Regions from separate parts of the Sus scrofa genome. Here all the other regions are linked to region 1. The links are chromatin contacts, called in public Hi-C, HiChIP or PLAC-seq and promoter capture Hi-C maps. All regions are on one chromosome and are shown on one strand. The core of a region is the stretch at or near the end of the contact, and the rest is flanking DNA. Distances in the headings are between cores, read along the strand shown.

Region 1 (2,969 bases), core at 314-2,813:
GTGGTAACCCTAGCTAACAGCCAACACCGTTTATGTTCAAATTTCCCCGTCTCACAACTTTTTTTTTTTTTTTTTTTAAGGGTTGCACCTGTGACATATAGACATTCCGGCGCTAGGGGTTGAAAGAGCTGGTCTACGCCACAGCCACAGCAGATCTGAGTCACATCTTCAACCAACACCACAGCTCACGGCAATGCTGGATCCTTAAACCACTCTGCTGGGCCAGGGATGGAACCTGAGTTCTCATGCATACTAGTTGGGTTTGTATTGACAGGAACCACACAGACGTGTTTTTTTTTTTTTTTTTTTTTTTTACAGTTGGTTTGTTCTATCGTGATGCAAATAAAGTCTACGCATTCCACTCCATTATGTTTTTATGCTTTTATTATCCGTCCTACTTTTTATTTTCCCTTCAAGCCCCTAACTAATAACTGACTCATGTGTGCAAGAGAAAATTCCACATTCTGGATTTGACCTTTTGCCTCCTTCTGCAGGTGGCACGGGGCCAGGCCCAGAGTAGCAGTCACCTAACATGATGAATGCTTTTAACGGGAACAAAGCAGAAGAACAGAGGTTTGACCCTTACACGTGTGACATGCAGGCAGCACTCCACTTGGGACACTGCAGGCTCCAGGGCCCATCCTGCGGAGAAGACGGGAGGTCAAGCAGTGCTGAAGCAGAGCCAGGACAGAGCTCCCAAGGGCGGCTCGCTTAGGGGCAGCAGCCTACAGAACAGGCAGCACCTCCCTGTCCAGCACCTCGGCTCCTTCGTGGCACGTGATACAGCGCGGGCCTTTGTTAGATTAACAAAAACATTTGTATTTATGAATGTTCACTGTGTCCCCAAAATTCTCCTCGGTGCTATTCTTACTGTGTTTTGTGTTTCACTGAGAAAATTAAGAGGGCAAAGAAAACAGCATGCACGCGGTCCTCCTCACCAGCACCAACGCTGCCGCGCGGTGTAGCATCTGCTTCCCGGTCGTGGGGTAAGGACGGCGTCTCCGCAGCCACCGGCCCTCCGCCCTCCGCCGCGGAGCCGCCAGCAGAAGGGGCAGAGCCCCCCCAGCGCTGTTTTAGCCGCACTTCTCTGCAGTGCTGCGGTTGCCAGTAGACGTGCTTTTGTCCTTGGCCTATGTGCATCTGTCCTACACTGACGCCCGGCGCGCGGCACCGTCCCAGGAGCTCGGGCTGAGAGCGAGAACAGGTCAAAGGCCCGCCCCAGAGCCTCGCCGGCTCCCAGAGCAAACTACGACCCGAAACACGCAAGGCGCAGCCAGACCGGAAAACGCGCTCGCGAGTCTCAAGGCCCCGAACGTACGCACTTCCGGCGCCCCACCCCCTCGGAGCGTCCCCTCCCACGGTTTCCTTCACCTTTCACCTCCTCACCTTCTGGGTCTCCCGAAGGCCTCAGACCCGCCCACCGGGAGAGAGGCCCGTGCTTCGTCAGGACGGGCATCATTGGTGAGTATAGTCTGTCCATCAGAGGAGAAGCGGCGGTGGATTGGCTAAGGAGAAGTGGTTGGGCGGGAAGGCCAGCACGGAGTCTGCGCGAGGGGCTGGGTCCCCGAGGGGGCGGGCCAGCGGCTCCCGCGCATGCCTGTGGCGCGCGCAGGGCTGACGGCGGCGGCAGTCATGGCGGCTCCGTGTGTGAGGGTGGCGCGGCGCAGCCTCTCGGCTTTAGCGTTGTCTCTCAGGTAAAGGGAGCCCGCTACTCGGCGTGAGGAGGGGCGCCATGCGCGTGCCGTCCCCGCGCGCGTCCGCCGCCGCGGGCCCTGCCTTGCTCTGTCCAGGACGTGGGTGTCGTGGACAGCGGTTCCCGGACGGAGGGCACGGACACCACCCGGGCTGCACGCGCTGTGGGGCCGGAGCGAGCGGGACGGCGCCCCGCGCTTGCCCGAGGCCACGCCGACGCGAGCACGAGCCGGGCCCCGCCGCAGGGCCGGCCGGAGGTGGCCGCGTGCGCGGGTCCCGAGGCGCGGGCAGGGGCGCACGGCCCCGGTCCGCCTCCGTCCCCGCCTGCCCGGCCGGGGTAGAAGTGCGGGGGCTCCGCGGCGGGGGTCACGGGGCGGTGCCCTCGCTTACCTTTTTCCCTTCTTCCGTGTTTGTTTAAACTCGAGGCTTCTGCTTTTTCAAAGTCCAGCCGCTTGAGTTGGGGCGGCCAGTGCTTAGCACACTCTGGGTGGGAGGCGCTTCCCGGAACCGGGTTATCCATTAGAGGAGCTGCCGGACGGGACCTGCGCCTTCCCCGCAGCAGCTTGTGGGGCGGATGGGAGGCCCGGCCGGTGAGCGCCGCCCGCGGTCGGGGGACGGGCCGAAGCCGCGGTTCTGGCCAACCCCCCGGCAGCGCCCGAGTCGAAAGGAGCTCGTGGCTTTGCCTCTGGAATTAGTTGCCGGGAAGGCGACGTCCAAGTCAGCAGGAGTTCGTCTCTGAGAACTGGTTTGTGGGAGGAATCCCAGGTGGGGGCGGCGGTCGGGAGAGCTGCCTTGTGCGCGGAGTTCTGAGAGTCGCTGAGCTCTCCGAGCCTCCCTCGGACAGCCCTCCCCAGCCGCCCACCCGCTAGACCGAGGTGGGCTCTGGCTGCTGCTGGAGCCTCTGGTGCTGCCGAGGGGGCTCTGCCCGAAGCATGTGGCTGTCACACCCAGAGGTCAGGACAACGGGAAAACATGACAGGCTTCGTAATGGTTTTCAGATTATTCTTTTCATGACAAAGGTAAAAATAACGAAAAGGATTTTGCCTCCCCCCATCCACAGACTAAGGGACCCTTCCTTTCTACAGGCTTCAGACCCATGTGCCTACACAGGATTTCTGGTTTGTCTTCATAAAAACGGGGTCTTGTTTTCTGTATTTCTCTAAGTTGCATTTCTTTCTCGCCTTTTTTTTTTTTTTTTTTTTTTGGTTTTTTAGGGCCGCATTTGCGGCATATGGAAGTTCCCAGGCTAGGGGTGGAATCAGAGCTACAGCTGCCCT
Region 2 (2,969 bases), core at 276-2,775, 330 kb after region 1:
AGGCCCTAATTCTTGCTCGTGAGAACGTTTTCCAAATAAAAGTTACCTCCCCAAACAAAAACACTTAACAATCAAAAACTCATATTGAGGTCATTAACCACAGACCATAGCAGAAACGTAGTGTAAGCGAGGACAAGAGTGTAGACAGAGAAAAAAAGAGAAAACAAAAGGCTCTCTGGTTTCAGCTTCTCCAGGGTGTCAGCCAATCTCCATCAGTGGACCAGAATCCATTGGCTGTAAACCTGAAGTGCAATCGGGAGAAACTCAGCATTAACAGGTTAATCCTTCAAGAAAACCCAACCCAACGCCCTCACACCTGCAGCCCCGCAGGGCACCACCTCTCCGGGATGCCATCTGACTCTTTTCAGGCTTCCAGCGAATTCTGGAACCGTCCAGAAACAGCCTTCCCTCCAGCAATCGTACATTTATTTCTCTCCACCCCAGCTCAATGGGCCCTACCACGATCTCGTTCTCTGGGACTTTTGCTTATGCCCCTCGAGTTGATCCTACTGACCGTGACCTTACGTTGCGAACACACACAGACGAAACCGAATCAACCCACCCGCCCACTTTTTCCCTCTAGCTTCCTGAGACTGAAAAAGCACACAAACGGTCTGTCCTAAGACCTCCTAAGGTAAACACGCAGCATGTTTCACTCTCTCCTCCCAACTCCCACCCCGAGGGGCTCGCTGTTCCATCCACGGCCCCGAGGCCGAGCCAAGAGGGGGGCAGCCCCGGGCCCCCGCCTTACCGCCGACCCGGCTTCAGGACGACTCGCTCTTCTCTATCCGCCGGACCAGCTCCACCAGCATCTCTGCCATCTTCGCGATCTCCTTGGCCTTCTCCTCGGCCTTCTCGCACCTCTTGGTCCCCCTGCCCTCGACCGCGTCGTCCGCGCTCTGAAGATGGTTGAGCGCGCTCTCCTCCGAGGCCTCCACCTGCGTCTTGATCTGGATGAGCATATTGTCCATCTCCCACAGCTTGCTCCGGTTGCGCAGGTACGCCCGCCCGTGCTCGCGGGTCAGCGCCGCGATGTCCTCCCGCATCTCGTTGATGACCGGGAGCAGGAACTGCTCGAAATCCTCCTCGGGCTCCAGCACCTCCACCTCCTCCGGCTCCGCCAGCTCGACGATGTCCAGGGGCCGCATCTCCTCCCGCTGTTCCGGAACCGCAGGAGCCGAGTCGGCTGCAGAAAGAAAATGGAGACTCGCTATGCTTACCGACACACTTCCAGAATATTCTCTCAAACTTTTACCCCGTTTAAACTTTTCGCCTCAGAGCAGCCACGGAATCAAGCGACTTACGAGCTGAGAAGCGGAGGACAAAATGGAGTCCTAGCCGTCAACCAGCGCCCTGCGTGTTGCGGCCCCTTTCACGACACGGCCGCCCCTCTTTACGGTCAGGCCGCGGGTAGAACTAGGTGCGGGGGCGCGCACGTCAGTGGTGGGCGACGCGATCCGCGCTACGCGGCCGCGCGCGCACGCACGCTCTTCCTGATACATCCTCTCCCCTTGAGGCCCGCGCTCCGCCCCTCTGCTGCCCCACGCACGCGCACGCACGCCCTCCCTTCTCCCTCCGGGCCCGTCGTCTCCGTCTCGCGCCCGTCTGCTCCCACCCGCCCCCGCGCGCACGCGCGCGCGCGCACACACGCTCTCTCCTCTCTCCCCTCCCCCTTCAGTCTGGCGCTGCTCCCAGCGGCCCCTGGCTTGGGAGTTGGGGCGCTGCGGTGCTCGCTCTTTTAAAGTTTTTCTCCAGCGTGGAGTTTACAGCTTTCAGAGATCTGAGAGCCATCTTCCCGCGCTGAACGAGAAGGTCCTGCGTAATGATGGGAGTCGCGGTCTCACGCAGAGGGCCCCACCCCGTTTAGTACCGCAGCCGGACCCTCCCCGACATCTCAGAGGCTGCTCTTCGTTATTGCAGTCAGAAGTGTCGGGGTGTCTTTCTCGAAACCGAGACCCCCGGGTGGGAAAGGCCGGGTCTGAATTATTCTGCGTTCCCACTGGACTCGTCTTCACGACTTTTACCGGACTGAAGGCTCCTTGAGGGTCTTACTCTGTCTCAGAGGTTTAGAGCAGAACTTGGCACAGGGTAGTATATTGCTTTAACATTCATTGCACAGACAATTTTAAGGAAACGTATGATGATTTCTTGGCCTGTTGACCTAGTCACAAAATAGCAAAAAAAAAAAATCAGGAATCCAGCTTGCACAAGTGATACGGCTTCTGTTTTCCAGTCAGGTGGGGGACACACCTCCCAGTTCTGAATATAATCGAGTGAAGAATGAAGAGAAACAACCATCAGATGCAGCTAGAGATTCTCATGCTAAGTGAAGTAAGTCTGAAAGAGGAAGATAAATATCGTGTAACTTATATGTGGAATCCAAAATATGGCACAAATGAGCCTATCTTCAGAACAGAAACAGGGAAGTTCCTGTTGTGGCCCAGCGGTAATGAGCCCAGCTAGCATCCTGGCCTTGCTTAGTGGTTTGAGGATTGGCGTTGCCCTGGGCTGTGGAGTAGGTTCCAGGTGCAGCTTGGATCTGGCGTTGTGGCTATGGTGTAGGACAGGCAGTTGCAGCTCTGATTAGACCCCTAGCCTGGGAACTTCCGTATGCCGCAGGTGCGGCCCTAAAAAGACAAAAAATTTTAAAAAAAGAAACAGACTCACTGACATGGAAAACAGACTTGTGGTTGCGGTGGGGGGGGGTGGAGTGGGATGGACGGGGATTTGGGGTTAGATGCAAATGATTACATTTAAAATGGATAAGCAATGAGATCCTATCGTATAGCACAGGGAACTATATCCAATTACTGTTTTTTTGGTTGTTTTTTGCTTTTTTGGGCCAAACCCAAGGCATATGGAAGTTCTCAGGCTAGGGGTCCAATCCGAGCTATAGCTGCCGGCCTACACCACAGCCACAGCAAGGCAGGGTCTGAGCCGTGTCTGTGACCTATACCGCAGCTCACGGC
Region 3 (2,969 bases), core at 179-2,678, 300 kb after region 1:
GTGGGTTGAGGATCCCGACGTTGCCGTGAGCTGCGGTGTAGGTCGCAGATGCCACTCAGATCTGCTGTTGCTGTGGCTCTGGCAGGCCATCGGCTACAGCTCAGACTGGACCCCTAGCCTGGGAACCTCCATATGCTGCAGGTGTGACCCTAAAAAGACAAATAACAATAATAATAATAATAATAAAGTAAAAGTAAGCTATGGAAAACTGAATCACTATTGGGATCAAATTAACAAGGCTTTAAAGGCTCAGTTTTCTTAAGTGTATACAAGTATGCAAATCTTGAAAAGATATTACTATTAGTTGAGCCGTAAAATAAATAAGTTCTGCCACAGTGCATACATAAATTCATTTATTTTGCTTCCTGGTCCCTACCCGCACAAACCCCACACCAAGTAGCTTTCAAGTCTGAACTGGAAGACATAGAAAATCATGTATCCTGGAGTTCCCTGGTGGCTCGGCAGGTTAAGGATCTGGTGTTGTCACTGCTATAGTTTAAGCCACTGCTGTGGCACAGGTTCTTCTCCTGACCCCAGAACTAACGCATGCCACAGGGCAGAAAAGAAAAAAGAAAAAGAAAATCTTATATCCTATGTGAGATGAAGACGTGAGAAATGAAGTGTGCAAAAAATTACTTGAAAATTCCAAACTCCAACATCGTGCATGTCTATTAACAGCACTTTCAATTGATAATTTCAGACCGCGTCCTCTTGCAGCGCTGTGCGGCAGACTCACACCTGAGGTCTTTCGCTGCAACAGGGAAAGTGGTCTTCTGTCCGAAACACGACGGGGGGCTCGTATCCCGTCAGCTGGGATTTGCTGGAGGGCGCCTTGTTGAAGAAGGACGGCACGTTAATTGTGTGCAGGAGTTTCCGGAATGTACTAGGGAAAGTCCCCAGCTCGGCCTCCGCCCTGGCGACATGCTCCTCCATCCTGGCCACGCTGGCGCCGATCATCCCCACGAAGGCCTCGAGCCGGTCGATCTTGCTGTAGACCCGACGCATCTCGGTGGCCTTAGCGTAAATGCGAGGCACGCCTTCGCTAACCACGTGGGAGGAGTCGCCGCGCAGCATGTCGAGCATACCCACAAACTCGTCCACCCTGGTGAGCAGATCCTCCAGGCTCGCGTCCAAGGCCTCGACCTCGGGGCGCGCCCCGGCGCTGGGCAGCAAGCAGGTGGCGTAGCCGGCGGCTGCGCGGCGCAGCAGCGGCAGGTCCCGGCCCGGCGCGCCCAGCTCGGGACCCTCGTCCTCCCACGGCCCAGAGGCGCTGCTGTGGCTCTGGGACACGTTGCCGCTGTCCCCGCTCCAAGAAGCTACCTGGGGATCCGCCTCCTCTGCCGCTGGCACCTCCAGCGGCCGCAGGCACCCAACCGGGTCACCCTCCATGGCGCGCGACGCCCAGACTTCCACCCACTTCCGGTCTCAGCGCGCATGCGCACGCATGGCACGCAGCCACACTTCCGGCCTCCACGCGCGCACTTTGCGCCGCGCAATCCCCTTGTTTCTGGTCCCTTGCCCGCCGCAGGCACGTGCGCGCGCCCGCGCCACCTCCGCTTGCAGCGGCCGGAGCACTCAGGCCCCGCGTATACGTTCATGCTCAGAACCCTTTTTTATATTTTTGATGCTGCGCCTGCATATAGAAGGTCCCCCGCTAACAGTCAAATCAGAGCTGCAACTGGGACCTGTGCGACAGCCATAGCAACACGGATCTGGGCGGCATCTTCGACCTACATGGCGACTTACGGCAACACTGGATACTTAACTCACGGAGCAAGGCTAGGAATCACACCTGCATCCTTTTGGTTTTTTTTAATTATTTTTATTTTTATTTTATTTTATTTTTCAAACCTGCATCCTTACAGAGACAAGGATAGGTCCTTAACCCACTGAGTCACAACGGGAACTCTCAGAACCCTTTTTAAAAATATGAAAGTATAACGAATACAATAAATGAATCTTAAATGTACACATGGATGGAATTCTCGCTGTGGTGCAGTGGGTTAAGGGCTTGGCTTTGTCTCTGCAGTGGCAGGTGTTCAATCCCTGGCCCAAGCACTGCGTTAAGAATCCAGTGTTGCTTTCTCATAGCTTGGATTCGATCCTGGCACAGGAACTTCCATATGCAGTAGGTATAGTTTAAAAAAAAAAAAGTACACATTTATTGTTTTGTTCATATCCATACAACCATGTAACCTCCAACCAGGTCAAAATATAATACTGAGGCACAAGGTGGGTAGGCTCCAGGTTAGACTTTTACAGCCAGCCTCCTGTTTATTCTTTGAGATAGACTAGGAACAATGAGGTTGCGGATTTGATCCCTGGCCTCAAACAGTCGGTTAAGGATCTGGGTGCTGCCCTGAGCTGTGGTGTAGGTTGCAGATGCGGCTCGGACCTGGCATTGCTGTGGCTGTGGAGTAGGCTGGCAACAACGGCTCCAATTCAACCCCTAGCCTGGGAACCTCCATATGCCGAAGGTGTAGCCCTGAAAAGACAAAAAATAAAAAAATTTTAAAAATAACAACAGAACAGAGTAAATAAATGGACTTTGTCTCCTGTGGACATTTTTTTTTTGTCTTTTCTAGGGCTGCTCCCATGGCACATGGAGTTCCCAGGCTAGGGGTCTAATTGGAGCTGCAGCCACTGGCCTACGCCAGAGCCACAGCAACACGGGATCCGAGCCACGTCTGCAACCCACACCACAGCTCGCGGCAACGCCAGATCGCCAACCCACTGAGCAAGGCCAAGAATCGACCCCGAAATCTTACGGTTCCTAGTCAGAGTCGCCAAACACTGTGCCACGATGGGAACTCCTCCTGTGGGCACTTTTAAGCAAAGGTAGTGGCAGGGCCAGACCAGAGAACAGCTAATTCCTGCTTGGGCAAACATCGAAAGGTCACATACTTCCCATGCTCAGGGTTAGGGAGACCCCAACATCACATGTGCATCAAGACCATGAGGGGTCAGGA
Region 4 (2,969 bases), core at 351-2,850, 270 kb after region 1:
AAAGAAAAAAAAAAAAATAGAATGAAGACATTTGATGCCCGGAGAGGTTAACCAACCTGCCTAAAGCCGAGGCTGGACCGGGGGCTCTGCCAGCTTTGACACCAGGGTTCCTGGCCCCGCGCCAGCCCTCCCTGCTCTGGGTTCTGATTTCCTGGGGAGGTCGATCCTCGGTGATGAGCAAAGGCTCTCTGTGAAGGAGCTGGGCAGCAGTACCTGGACTGTGGCACCAAATGGCCAGAATGCCAATCCCAGTTCTGCTGCCTGCTAGCAGGGTGACCTTGAGCAAGCTTCTGAGCCTCTGCGTCCCCCACCCAGGTTACGCATCTGTAGAACAAGTACTGCGGTGCCACCCTGCTTGCATGAGTGCCGTGAGTAAGTGAACCGTGCCTGGTCCAGAGTGTTTATGCTATTTGCTGATTAAAGGAAACTGAGGTTCTTAGGGGGTCAGCAAAGCTGCTAGGCAGAGCAGGGCACCCTGACCCATCACCGCAGAGGCTGTTGGATTTGGCACTGTGTGGCAGCACCCAGGCTCCACCTCCCATCTTTTTTTTTTTTTTTTCTTCAGCTTTTTAGGGCTGCACCTAAGGCATATGAAAGGTCCCAGGCTAGGGGTTGAATGAGAGCTGCAGCCACCGGCCTGCACCAGAACCACAGCAATGCCAGATCCCGGCCACATCTGTGACGTCCACTGCAGCTCACAGCAACACCGGATCCTTAGCCCACTGAGCGAGGCCGGGGATTGAACCCGCATCCTCATGGATACTAGTCAGCTTCACTACCACTGAGCCATGACCAGAGCTCCCACCTCCCATCTTGAGGTGGACATTGAGCCCCTTGATCTGACTGGACGTTTCTTTAGGGCCCGCCCTCTGCCTAACCCAGACTTGAGGCTGGAGCCCCCTTATGCCCCATTCCCCCAAAGTGCTCTGATTTAAAGGGACCTTCCTCCCAGGAATAGGAGCGTTGAGACCCTCTGGACAGGCCTGGGGGCCTTTGCTGCTGCAGCCAGGATGGCCAGAGAGATGGCTAAACCCATGATGATGATATAGCAGGGGCAGAGCCGTCAGACGAATTCCTTCTGGGGGAGTCTAGAAGCTTCCTGGGGGCGGTGCCATTTCAGCAGGGTCGTGAAAGCCGGGTTGGAGTTTGATAAGAGAGCCGTGGAAAGACTCCCTAGCTGTGGAAGGGGCACAGTGTGTGCAAAGGTGGGGAGGGCAGAGGACGCTGCATCTGACCCCACGGCCACCTGTGCTTTGGCAGGACACCCCGGGCTGACCTGACCCAACCCTGGCAGCCACTGCCAGGAAAAGAGGTCAGAGTGGTACGGACCCTGGCGGCTTTGCACGCGAGCTGGGCCAGGACACGCAGCCCGAGCAGAAGAGGGAGGGTGTGCTGGGCCGGGCCCCCAGCCTCCCTGGGGCTGTCGCCCACACCCTGATGTCCAGGCCACCCAGGAGTCATGGCTGGCTGGCCGAGGGGGGGCGGGAGGGCTGCCTTCTCACCCGCAGCGTGGGTGGGAGCCCCAGCCCTGCCCCACAGCGCCAGCTCAGCTCCACCCAGGAACCAGGCCCAGCTGCGTGTGGGCTGGATCAGGCCCTTCCCGGAGGTGGGACCTGGCCAAGGCAGAGCCACTCGGAGCCTCTTTGCCTGCAGCCCTCCAGTGAGCTCCCCAGGAGATGACGCTTGAGAACCTGCCTTTAAGCGTGAGAAGCTCGGATGCCAAGAACTGTTACTGTCATTACTGTCCTTCTTCCTTTGCCATGCTTGACACATGGGACACCTCCATGCAGGGCGAGAGGTCCGACAGATCTGAATCTGACGTCCAGTTCTGCTTCTGGGCAGCTATGGTCTGGACAGACCCTTCTTGAACCCCAGTTTCCCCGTCTGCAGTTTCCCTCCGCAGCGGGGGTGGCCACCAGCCTCCCAGAAAGGCCAAGGTCAGTCGGAGGGCAGGGCCCGGCTGGGGCAGCTCTGAAATCAGGAGCAGCGTCCTCATGGACCAAGTCCAGGCCACTGCCCTAGCCGCCTGACGCCATCCCTGCCCGCCTGACCCCCCCACCCCCCCCGCCCTGCACCCTGCCACCCAGCCCTGAAGTGCTCTAGCTGTCATAACCCCTCACCCAGGCATGAACCCTCGCTGTTTACAAGGCGTTTCACCTAAAGGATGCTGTCACCATCCCCTTACACAAACAGCCCTGTTCAGCCGCTGCTGTGGGCAGGCTCCGGGCCCGGGAAGACAGCCAGCCAGCTGCAACCAGGGCCTTCCACCAAGACGCAGGAACGGGGGCTGGGGGTGTGCAGAGGGATCCGGCAAGGCTTTGCTGAGGCCTTTGAGGGCCCCACAGCCAGGGCTTCTGCCTCTTGGACCACTTCTTCTTCTTTTTTTTCCTTATCTTTTTGGGGCCACACCTGCGGCATATGGAGGTTCCCAGGCTAGGGGTCAAATCAGAGCTGTAGCTGCTGGCCTACGCCACAGGATGAGTGAGCAAATGAAAAGGGATGGAGGTTATTTCAGCTTCTTTACGTCAGACTCGGAAATCTTCTCAGAGAGAAAACTTGGCTCTGGGAAGTTATTTAGTCGAGGTGCTTAGGTGGGTAAAGGAGGAGTGAGGGAACGTTTGGTGACAGAAGGGTGGACAGGCCCCCTTGGCTACCAGGGCTTCTTCTCCTCCAGGAGGGGTCTGTCTGTCTCCCTCACTCTCCTCGGTCTAGATGGCCCAAGGGCAGGTGAGTCCCGGCAGCCAGAGCCCTTGCTGGGCTGTATGGCCTCAGTCTTCCCATCCATGAGATGGGGCCGTGAGCACAGTGGGCCCAGGGCGTGCCCAGCGCTGTGTGGGGTGGGAGTGAGCAGACAGCAAGGCTTCGCTTCTGCAGGGTGTCCCTCTGGGCACCCTGCTCTCCTGAGGCTCCAGGCTCAGTGGACAGAGCTCTGTGGGTGCAGGGGGTCCAGAGCAGGCAGCCCCGTTTCA

The links. Promoter capture Hi-C pulls out the DNA fragments that hold promoters and counts their contacts. A called contact is a pair of places that touch in the nucleus more often than the background predicts. HiChIP or PLAC-seq counts read pairs in DNA pulled down with a chosen protein or histone mark.
Region 2: an H3K27ac HiChIP or PLAC-seq map of alveolar macrophages shows a contact between it and region 1. The contact joins the promoter of LOC100621287 here to the promoter of GRPEL1 in region 1. A contact is called at or near these places in 2 of 5 promoter capture datasets (fetal liver and fetal skeletal muscle), 2 of 47 Hi-C or Micro-C datasets (embryonic fibroblasts and liver) and 1 of 2 datasets of contacts at active chromatin or transcription factors (alveolar macrophages).
Region 3: a Hi-C map of omental adipose tissue shows a contact between it and region 1, with 2.1 times the contacts expected there. The contact joins the promoter of BLOC1S4 here to the promoter of GRPEL1 in region 1. A contact is called at or near these places in 5 of 5 promoter capture datasets (fetal liver, fetal skeletal muscle, liver and 1 more), 23 of 47 Hi-C or Micro-C datasets (alveolar macrophages, blood, brain and 13 more) and 2 of 2 datasets of contacts at active chromatin or transcription factors (alveolar macrophages and skeletal muscle).
Region 4: a promoter capture Hi-C map of liver shows a contact between it and region 1, with 5 times the contacts expected there. The contact joins the enhancer-like site here to the promoter of GRPEL1 in region 1. A contact is called at or near these places in 2 of 5 promoter capture datasets (fetal skeletal muscle and liver), 5 of 47 Hi-C or Micro-C datasets (fetal skeletal muscle, liver, mesenteric adipose tissue and 2 more) and 1 of 2 datasets of contacts at active chromatin or transcription factors (alveolar macrophages).

Annotation. Positions count from the first base shown.
Region 1 is chr8:3,795,747-3,798,715 of Sscrofa11.1, forward strand. It overlaps GRPEL1 (grpE protein homolog 1, mitochondrial), which reads left to right and starts at 1,564. Exons shown (of 5, transcript XM_003356847.4): 1 at 1,564-1,694. The coding sequence starts at 1,594. It overlaps LOC110262050 (a long non-coding RNA gene), which reads right to left and starts at 1,483. Exons shown (of 2, transcript XR_002346550.1): 1 at 1,387-1,483; 2 at 1-1,188.
Region 2 is chr8:4,121,554-4,124,522 of Sscrofa11.1, forward strand. LOC100621287 (MORF4 family-associated protein 1) reads right to left here and starts at 1,526. Exons shown (of 3, transcript XM_003356844.3): 1 at 1,305-1,526; 2 at 752-1,186; 3 at 1-242. The coding sequence starts at 1,148. The coding sequence ends at 765. It also overlaps a transcript of MAN2B2 not described here.
Region 3 is chr8:4,094,362-4,097,330 of Sscrofa11.1, forward strand. BLOC1S4 (biogenesis of lysosome-related organelles complex 1 subunit 4) reads right to left here and starts at 1,429. Exons shown (of 1, transcript XM_003356845.4): 1 at 1-1,429. The coding sequence starts at 1,389. The coding sequence ends at 733.
Region 4 is chr8:4,067,666-4,070,634 of Sscrofa11.1, forward strand. No RefSeq gene overlaps it. Among named protein-coding and RNA genes, the nearest start is that of BLOC1S4, 27 kb to the right of the region's middle. Within about 2 kb of position 1,601, at least 19 of the 83 cell types and tissues checked have an H3K27ac peak or open chromatin away from gene starts, as enhancers often do. A contact at or near this core is called in liver, where this site is marked.